Regions from separate parts of the Triticum aestivum genome. Here region 1 is linked to region 2. The links are chromatin contacts, called in public Hi-C maps. All regions are on one chromosome and are shown on one strand. The core of a region is the stretch at or near the end of the contact, and the rest is flanking DNA. Distances in the headings are between cores, read along the strand shown. Region 1 has its middle 73 kb from the start of LOC123070297. Region 2 overlaps LOC123070294 (ribokinase).

Region 1 (4,351 bases), core at 1,752-4,251, 430 kb before region 2:
CGTGCTCGTGCTTACCGCCAAGCACCTTGGCGGTAGGGTTGTGCAGGCTACCGCCGGCCCGTTTGGCGGTAGCGATGTTTCCTACCGCCAAGGTTTCTGGCGGTAGGCTGTTAGACCCTATCGTCATGGACTCTGGCGGTAGCAAAAAGGTCAGATCTCAAAAAAAATTCAATCTAGGATCAGATCTCGAATAGGTTTCAGAAAAGGGTCAAAACATGAAATTTTGCCTGACGATTCATGCAATTAAAGGGGAATGATAAACAATCGGTAAACGTGTCAGCACAGAAATGCTCTCTTTGCCCCATGGACCCTGCTCTCCCAGTCCCATGCATTGACTGACCAAACCAAACCACCATTCTGCTTGGGCATCATATATCTCCATTATCTCCAGGAGGCAGAGCAAAGCAAAGGAACGAAATCCAAGAGATCCACGTAAAATCTTCTTCCAGAAAGCTGAGGCCAAAAGTGGGAAGGGCAAGGCCAGCAGTTGCAACTCCCAACTCAGATCACTTTCAGAATGAACAGGAAAGCAGGTCAGTTTCAGACTAGAAAAAGCCATCCTTTCTCCACGTCTTGTTATCTCGAAGGGGATCGGAAATGAGAGGTCTCCCGGCCCATCAGACCCCACCACTTGCATGGCACCTTTCCTCTCCTTTTCTACGACGACCAGAGAGACATATGGCTAGGGCCGGGCCGGGCCGGGACTGTGACCCAGTCAAGCCGGTGGCTCTCCTCTATCTAGTCGGAAGAGCGAACGGCATGCAGGGTGAAACTGAGACATGGCAACATTTTTCAACCTTGTGGACTAGCTTTGGATCTTTTGCCGGTGTCAAAACGTGCTTGATGGAAAAAATGGCAGTGCCCAGATGTTGTTATCGTTGAATACTGTTCCTGCACAGTGCACATGCGGCAGCTACTAGTTAGGAGTGCCTCTTTGAACGTGGAAAAGAAAAGATCCGAGTGATTGCGTGAATAAGCATCACCGCATGTAGACCATGCATGATCCATATAGGCCGCCTGTAAACATAATCTTTTTCTTCGAATGAGACATGATGGTGTCGTCAACTGACAATATGCATATATAGTTGCTACATAGTATGTGACGTTTTTTTTATCACCGTACTAAGGTCTGCTCTAACACACACTTTTATGGATTATTAGATGATGCCCAGCACGTCGTTGCGAAAATATTTTGCAATATATTTCAAAGGTATTGATTATATGAAAATAAGAATACCCAGAGAAATAACATGAGAGCTAAAACTAAAAATACATATGGTTTATTGTGTTTGATCATTGTATTTTTATAAAATATTTATTAAATATCATGCATGTTTGCATGTTGAGGTGAACCTTTTCCTATGACTCATTTAATGTGGAGGTGGGACTTTTCTAGTAATACATGTTGCTTGATGAGGTGTCATGCTTGCATGTTGAGATAAAATGTTAATGGTGGCTAACTATTTAGATATACTCCCTCCGTCCGGAAATACTTGTCATCAAAATGAATAAAAGGGGATGTATCTAGATGTATATTAGTTCTAGATACATCCGTTTTTATCTATTTTGATGACAAGTATTTCCGGACGGAGGGAGTAGTAGATTCTAGAGTTCATTATTCGAGTAAAGCTCAACAAAATATAATACACCAAAGAAAAACTAAAACTGTAAGAAAAATGAGCTTCATGCACTGGCATGTTAACCGGCACAAAAAGCCAGAAAAAAAGAACGGTGGAAATACAAGCAAATTACCAGGAGATAAATCGTACTGATGGAATAGCATCATGCTCATGTGAGGTAGAGGTCACTGGTCCAAGTTGAACATTCACGTTGATGGTCCAGGCTAAGAATGAGTTTGACTCGGTTAGGTCTGTCTAACCAGATCAAGTCAAGCCCTGGGATTAAACTATTCCGTTGTTGATTGTTTCATGCCGTGCAAGCATCAAAGTTCTCTCCACTTTGGTAAGTAAAGAGCACAAAAACAACGCATGCAAGCTTCTTACAGCAAATTAACTAATCAGTCGACATATATTTCTATCTAATTAAAAGTAATAAACCACTGACGGAGCGTGCTTTACCCTATGCTCACACGTACTATCGCTTTCTATCTCCTCTCACCCATCGCCGAATAAGTACAAGAATTAGAGGTGATTGCGGAGTTTTGTGCCCGCGAATCGCCACCAAACAACTAGTGCTAAGCTACGGTCGGCAAACCTAGCTACTAGCTAGCTAGCTAGTCACACACAGCTACTAGTGCACTGGCCATTCGTGGCCAAGGAAAATACATCTCTCTTGCGTGCACGTACGTCTCTTCACATGTTAATTACAACCATCCCTTCATCACATGTGAAGAGAAGGAACAGAAAGCAAGAATATTGTTTAAGTATCGTTCCGATGGAGCGTAGCTAGCCCAATATGAGCCAACTTATTACCAGCTATCAAATCACATCTTGCAACATGCATTGGCAAAGCTCTATGCAGTAGAGTAGTACTATTTGTCTAGAGATACTTAGAATCTGTATATGTAGGCTTCGAATATTGGTTTGGGGCGGAGAGAGTGAACTTTGGGGCGTACGGTTCGGCGCATGTCACGCTCGGTGGCCGGCTGGCCGTGCAAGTGCAAGGATGATCGATCAAATTGAAGGAGGCCACGTGTTGCGCGCGTCCCTGGCCCGTGCCCGCGCGGTGCGACAGGGTACGATCGGCGCCGTTTGCTTCCTCCATACTGCGCCGGCCGTCGGGTGGATCAGAATGGCACAAAGGACGGATGAGGCGTCCGCGCGGGAGCGGCGCGTGCGTGCGACGTCGCCGAAGCGCAGCCCGGCGCGGCGGACGTCGGTCGGTCGGCGTCCGGACGGCCGGATGGCGACGTGGAGCGCGCCCGAGAGCGACGTGCGGCCAGTGGGAATCCGAAAGAAGGCTTAGTTGCTGTGTGCGGATCGGTCAAGTATGTCGTCATGGGATTTATGGCCAGGGATGCTGGATACGGGTCAACCTTTTCAGGCTTACGCCCAAACAAATGACACAAAGAGAGGAGAATGGACTGTGACAAGGGCAGATGCTTACCATAGTCTTGCCGCCAGAGCTAGACCGACTTGTCATTTTCATGAGTGAACTACCACCATTTCGAACCAGACCACGCTGCTCTGGTTACGGAGCACCTAAAAGCACAAGCGAAAACTCGCATCGCATACGTTGCGGTGGAATCTTTTTGCTGCGCGTGTCTCCCTCACGGCACATATTCAAATTCAGCACACTGACCGGTGGAGCAGGTGAAGCTCGTCTATTCTAGTAGTGGATCAGAATTTCGAATCGCTCTTCAGATCTCAGAGAAATTATAAGACTAGGAGGAGTTTGGAGGAGGTCAAACAAATGAAGCAGTGGGTCACACGCGACAGCAACGCAACATGAGTCTACCTCCCAGTCCCAGTCCCAGGTCATCACAGGATGTTGCGAAGGATTATAAAAGGTTTAGACTCGCCCAACTTGCTGTACATATAACTGTTACTATTACTTGCATTGCACACATTAGCAGATGTTGGTTGGTTGCCCCTCCTCATTTGACCAAGTCTACCATCGGCCCATCAACTGTTAAATTATTGGGGCCAAAGTGTCCACTGTCATGTGGCGCTTTTCCTTTGTGCATCTTCAGATTTGCTATTTTGACTCCGGGTGGCCGACTTGAGAGTTCTCAAGGCATCTATAGAATTCATATGTGACATGCTTCCTACCACAGTAAACATTTTAAGAAAACCGTTTATGCACATGCACACCACATCCACATGTACACGGATCCCCTCTTTATCTATGGAAACATTCCCACTGAAAGATTAAACTGCCTTAATAAGGGATACACGCTAACTCAAGATTTGATCTTTGATGGTTGCTAGGTATAACTACCCTCATAACTATCGAACCAATCGTCGCTTCTCAATCATAAAAGTACTTGATGAGATAGATGAGTGGAGGCCAAACAGAAAATAATTTTTTTAAGCAGTGCATGTTTTAGCGGAAATGAAGTGATTTATATGAACTAGGATAAACATAAAAAATTAGTACTCTCCTCTCTGGTTGCACTCACTCGATGGCAATGGTACGGGCTATATTCAACCTAGAGGAATGATGGTCTAGTAATAGAATATGTGATGCACAAATTGTATAATTTCATTCATGTCCCAATGCTTCCGAGTCATGTTCTTTGCACAAAATTTTTGGCAATAAATAGGGTTGCTTGCATCACTTGATGCAAAAGGTTGAGGGTTTGCCCTCCTTTAAACAAAGCCTGCATAATTTTGCAAACAAGATTGATTCAAAGTTAATGTTTGAATTCCTGAAAAGAAAAAAGGGTGCC
Region 2 (4,482 bases), core at 740-3,239:
GCGGCCTAGTCGGGCGATGAATTTTCCCAACGTGTCGAGCCAGCGGGCGCATGATCTGGCGCCTCTCCCGCGGCTTTTCACCGATAAGGATCGTCGCGACCACCGGAGGCAGCAGCGTCGCCTCGCCATCGCCGAGATGGACGTGGAAGCCTGGGTGGTGTGGCGCGAACGCTTCCCGCACGACATCGTCAATGAGCGTCAGTTCTACGAGCAAAGGAGGACGGAGAGGGAGGCAACGAGGACGGAGCGAGCCGCCTATCGGGAGGACAAGTGTGCACGGAAGTAGGTTTCTCAGTTGAGATTGAAGCTGCGAGAAACATCGGGGTGGGACTTCGAGGACGAGCAGGCTGCTGACGCCTACATTTAGACGTTGGAGGAGGACATTACCGAGTCGGAGTCGAAAATCGACGAGTAGTTGATTTTTTTTATCTGTGTATGCAAGAACTATCTATGTATCCTTTTTCATCGGAAAAAATGACCGGCGACGTCGGCGACGAAGCAGGCGCTGGAGGGTGTGCGCCACAGACCAGTGGGTCCGGGAAGGAGAGAGGGCGAACGTGCGCGCGTCCGTCTTGTGTTCGCCCCGACGCAAATCAGGCTCAAAAATGGGCCGGAAATGGGTCGGCAGGCGGACGAAAGCGGACGCGCGTCCGTTTGGATCGGCGCGTTGAGCCGACTTTTCTGTCCGCCGACCTAAACAGACGACGGCGAACGAAATGGGTCATCCCATTGAAGTTGCTCTAAACGAACCGTATGAAGTAAGTTGGACAATTATTTGAGGAGTAGAGTATATAAAAGGAGCAGGATGGACCGCAGGCGTCACGTCGTGCATTGATTAGCTTAGCTTGAACAAAATGGTTGGACAGAGGCATGTAGGAGTAGCTTTGAACGCAAGGGAAGTCAAGACCACCGTTATAACTCCGCTCCGCAACGGCCATCGCACCGTTGCATACTTCCAAACGACATGGCAGGCCGGCTGCTCTGCTAGAAAGGAAGGTCGGTCTCGCATATATCGCACTTCTTGACCGGCCCGGCCAATCTGACTCTGACTCTGACTCTGACTCTGCTCTGAGTCATGCCAAAAGAAGAGAAAATACCAGTGGGATCGAGATCCGAGAAGATCGAGATGGACGTACGTATATCTCTGCTACGGTCAAGCACGTAGGGGGTATGTCTTTCCCCTTGGTCGTCCATAATGGTACTATGACTCTCGTGCTGCTGCAGAGGTATGTGATCGCAGCACGGAAGCATATGCAAAGCTACCACATATATATAATAAATAAATATATAAATGGATTCATTAGACGTGAGAAGACACGTGCATTAACTATCCGGACGGTGTTGCATTGCGAGAGGAAGCTGGATTGCTAAGCCATCTGCGAAAGCGACGTCACCTTTGTTGAGCGATCCACGACCACGATATAGATAATAATCCATCCATCCATCCGTTGGTTTCGTTTCAGGTTGCAGCCTTGAGGAAGACTCAAAGTGGCCACCACCACGACGCCATCGGCCGCGGTACCGTCCCGGACGAGCTTAATTGCGAGCGGCCGTGCAATGCGATGGCTCCGTCACAGCAGTAGCCAGAAGCACAAACATATTATCATCTCCCACCCAAGGACGATCGTTCTGTGATACTCCCGGAAAGCGAAACAAAGGAAGGAAGTTGGGAAGAGAAGGAAAAAACAGAAAGCCGAGAGAAACGTTTGCTGTCGCTGGGCTCATCAAGAAGATGTTGGCCGTCTTCGTCGTACGGCGAGGCACATCGAACGTCCGATTCGACGACGCGTACGTCATCAGATCAGATCAGATCCCCCGGAAGCTGCAAAAACGTTGCCAGGCTACTGGATTCTGGACGATCTACTCAGCTAGCAGTCAATCAGTCGAGCCGTGCGTCGTTTCTCCGGTGGCGACGGTGCAGCGGCGAGACTTTTCACCGTTGGCGGTGACAGGGAGTGAACCGCGCCGATGGGCCTGCGGCAACGGCGATCGGCACCGAGCCACGACTGGATCGAAAAAGACGGATGGTGGTTATCGATAGCAGCGAGCGGTTAACATCTGCCCCGGCTCAACAATAAGATTATGATTTGACCTGCGCCGGAGTCGCCGTCAGAGTTCGGAAAGCTCCAGCGCGAGGCCAGACCTGAAACTGTTCATTCTATCTCTCTGAAGTGAAACCATTCAGGTGTCCTTTTTTATTTCGAGGGTGCGGGATTTGCTCGGGATAGGCACCGGAAAAAGCGCTTCCGTTTTAGAGACTATACCACTAACACGTTACTGAGCCGGGGGCAGCACACGAGGGTTCGGGAGGAGCTTGTTACTTGTTAGATTTGAGCCAGACAGCGACACCTTACTAACCCCCTTCAGCGTCACCAGTGTTTCACAGCAAAAGCAATTCCTGCATTCAGGCCTGGTGGTTTTGCGAAGTTTAATGACTTCTAACAACGGGAAAAATTTAGGTCGAGAAGGATAACGGGCGATGCCTAACAATAGAAAAATGCTATGGCATAACAGGGAATGGCTATAAAAACAACAGACCTAGAACTCCTGAACCAGCGATTCTGTTTCTGCGGAGGACGGCGCTAGGAATGCCATTTTCTCTTATTTCCTCTACCATAACTTGACAAGGGGCTACAAATATATATAGATACCCGAGATAAATGAACCGAACGAGGAGATTGAAGCTTAACAGCTCACATTATTGCTGATGAATAGGGCTAAAGTCACCGTTTCTACGGTTATTCATCTTGCACAGATTCTAGAAGGCTCATCACAGTTTTCCTGTCAGGCATGCTGGGAATGGCTCCCTTCACTCGAACACACAGTGAGGCGGCGGCAGCTGAAATTCAAGAAAATTAAAAACCTCAAATCAACATGTCAACAATACTAGATCAGAACCAAGATTTGACTGGAGGGTGCTTTTTAGTACCAGCAAATTTCATGCACTCTTTCTTTGGCTTCCCCTCCACCAGAGCTACAGCAAAAGCTGAGGTGAAGGTGTCACCAGCGCCGGTGGTGTCTACCACTTCTGCGGCAGGTATTATCGCCTGCCTAATTGGTTCCTCTCCCTCGACAAACAGAGCAGATCCTTGTGATCCAAGTTTAACCAAAACTTCTTTCACACCCTGCATGCAGGAAATAGCATCAATGTCCTCCTACCTTATGGTTAATGCATTCAGAGCTTCCGTCGAAGATTTAAATAGCAATGCATCTCGCCGATGGAATATATCAAGTGGAAACTGCTAAACTTTATAGCAAACAAAAAAGTACAATTCCAACAAGTTCTAGTAAAGAAACCGCAATAAGGTAAATAGAAACAGGGAATTGACAGGAAAACAATTAGTTGTAAATCAAATCCTCGTACTGGCAGCTTAAAGTGGACTATGAAGCCCATATACTGTTAAAATGTGGTAATGGAAAGCCATGAAGTGGGAATAGGGGCAACTGCTATCAAACCTATAACAACGCACAGTTCTGCAACTTCATTGCTTTGTGACTACGTAATAAGAAGGAAATATATTAATTATTACGCTATACTTCTTTTCTTACTTCAATATCCTGACAAATTGCCTTAAAATTATGGCTATGGACACACAACGAGCAATTTGACTTATCTATGCATCAGACCAGACAGTGTTAAAGAAAAAACATCAGACGCTATTTGTCTGATTCTCCAATGAATGAAGCACATATATTTCGTGTGCCAACCTTGATTCTGAACTTCTGGCGAATGGCCGCACTGTGATCAGATGCTGCTGTTATTTTTTCGATTGTGCTACTCAAATCAAAATAACTCATGTATGCGCTGCTGTTTTGTTAGAGGTAAAAAAAAAACACTTTCACCAAATTCACTTGTACACATGCAAAAAAAGCAGCAGAGCAGACCAGAATTATTACAACTAAATATCGTAGGGCCATTCCTCAGTGCTTACTGTGTACCAGGGGAGGGCCATGCCCCCTTCAACACGTCGCTGAATACAAGAAATTTAACTAATTATGCTCTTTCTTGTGTGCTTAGTTTGTAATTCTCTTAAGGCCGCACTTGGAATCTCGTTTTCCAGCCGATATACACCCGTAAAATAAACCCCCGTAAAACAAACCGGTGGACGGCTGACCGCGCGCTTGGAACTACGTTTCAGCGACGAAATATTTACGCCGGTTTCCACAAATACACCTGGAATGGGCTCGTATCTGATACACCCCGCTGCCCATCCGATTTAAAAATACAGCTCCTCCTTCGGTGTCGGGGTATATAGTTGGAGACCGGTAAGATACAAGTGTGAAAATTTACAAGTGTAGGAATGATCCAGCAATCCAATCGGGGCCTAAAGCTGGTCCCCACTGCAATTCACGTAAAGTACTTGTTGGACCACTATAAATGACTACAGGAGCTTGCTGAAACATAATCATTTGTGTAACTAGCAGCCAAAGTGGAATATGACCATATACTGTTGAAACATGGTAATGGAAAGCCATGAAGTG

The links. A called contact is a pair of places that touch in the nucleus more often than the background predicts.
Region 1: a contact with region 2 is called in a Hi-C map of leaf, with 4 times the contacts expected there. The contact joins two enhancer-like sites. A contact is called at or near these places in 2 of 5 Hi-C or Micro-C datasets (both in leaf).

The regions. Positions count from the first base shown.
Region 1 is chr3B:449,419,426-449,423,776 of IWGSC CS RefSeq v2.1, reverse strand. No RefSeq gene overlaps it. Among protein-coding and RNA genes, the nearest start is that of LOC123070297, 73 kb to the left of the region's middle. Within about 2 kb of position 3,001, at least 1 of the 8 cell types and tissues checked has an H3K27ac peak or open chromatin away from gene starts, as enhancers often do. A contact at or near this core is called in leaf, where this site is marked.
Region 2 is chr3B:448,984,003-448,988,484 of IWGSC CS RefSeq v2.1, reverse strand. It overlaps LOC123070294 (ribokinase), which reads right to left. Exons shown (of 4, transcript XM_044493431.1): 3 at 2,930-3,125; 4 at 2,485-2,839. The coding sequence ends at 2,739. Among protein-coding and RNA genes, the nearest start is that of LOC123070294, 10 kb to the right of the region's middle. Within about 2 kb of position 1,989, at least 2 of the 8 cell types and tissues checked have an H3K27ac peak or open chromatin away from gene starts, as enhancers often do. A contact at or near this core is called in leaf, where this site is marked.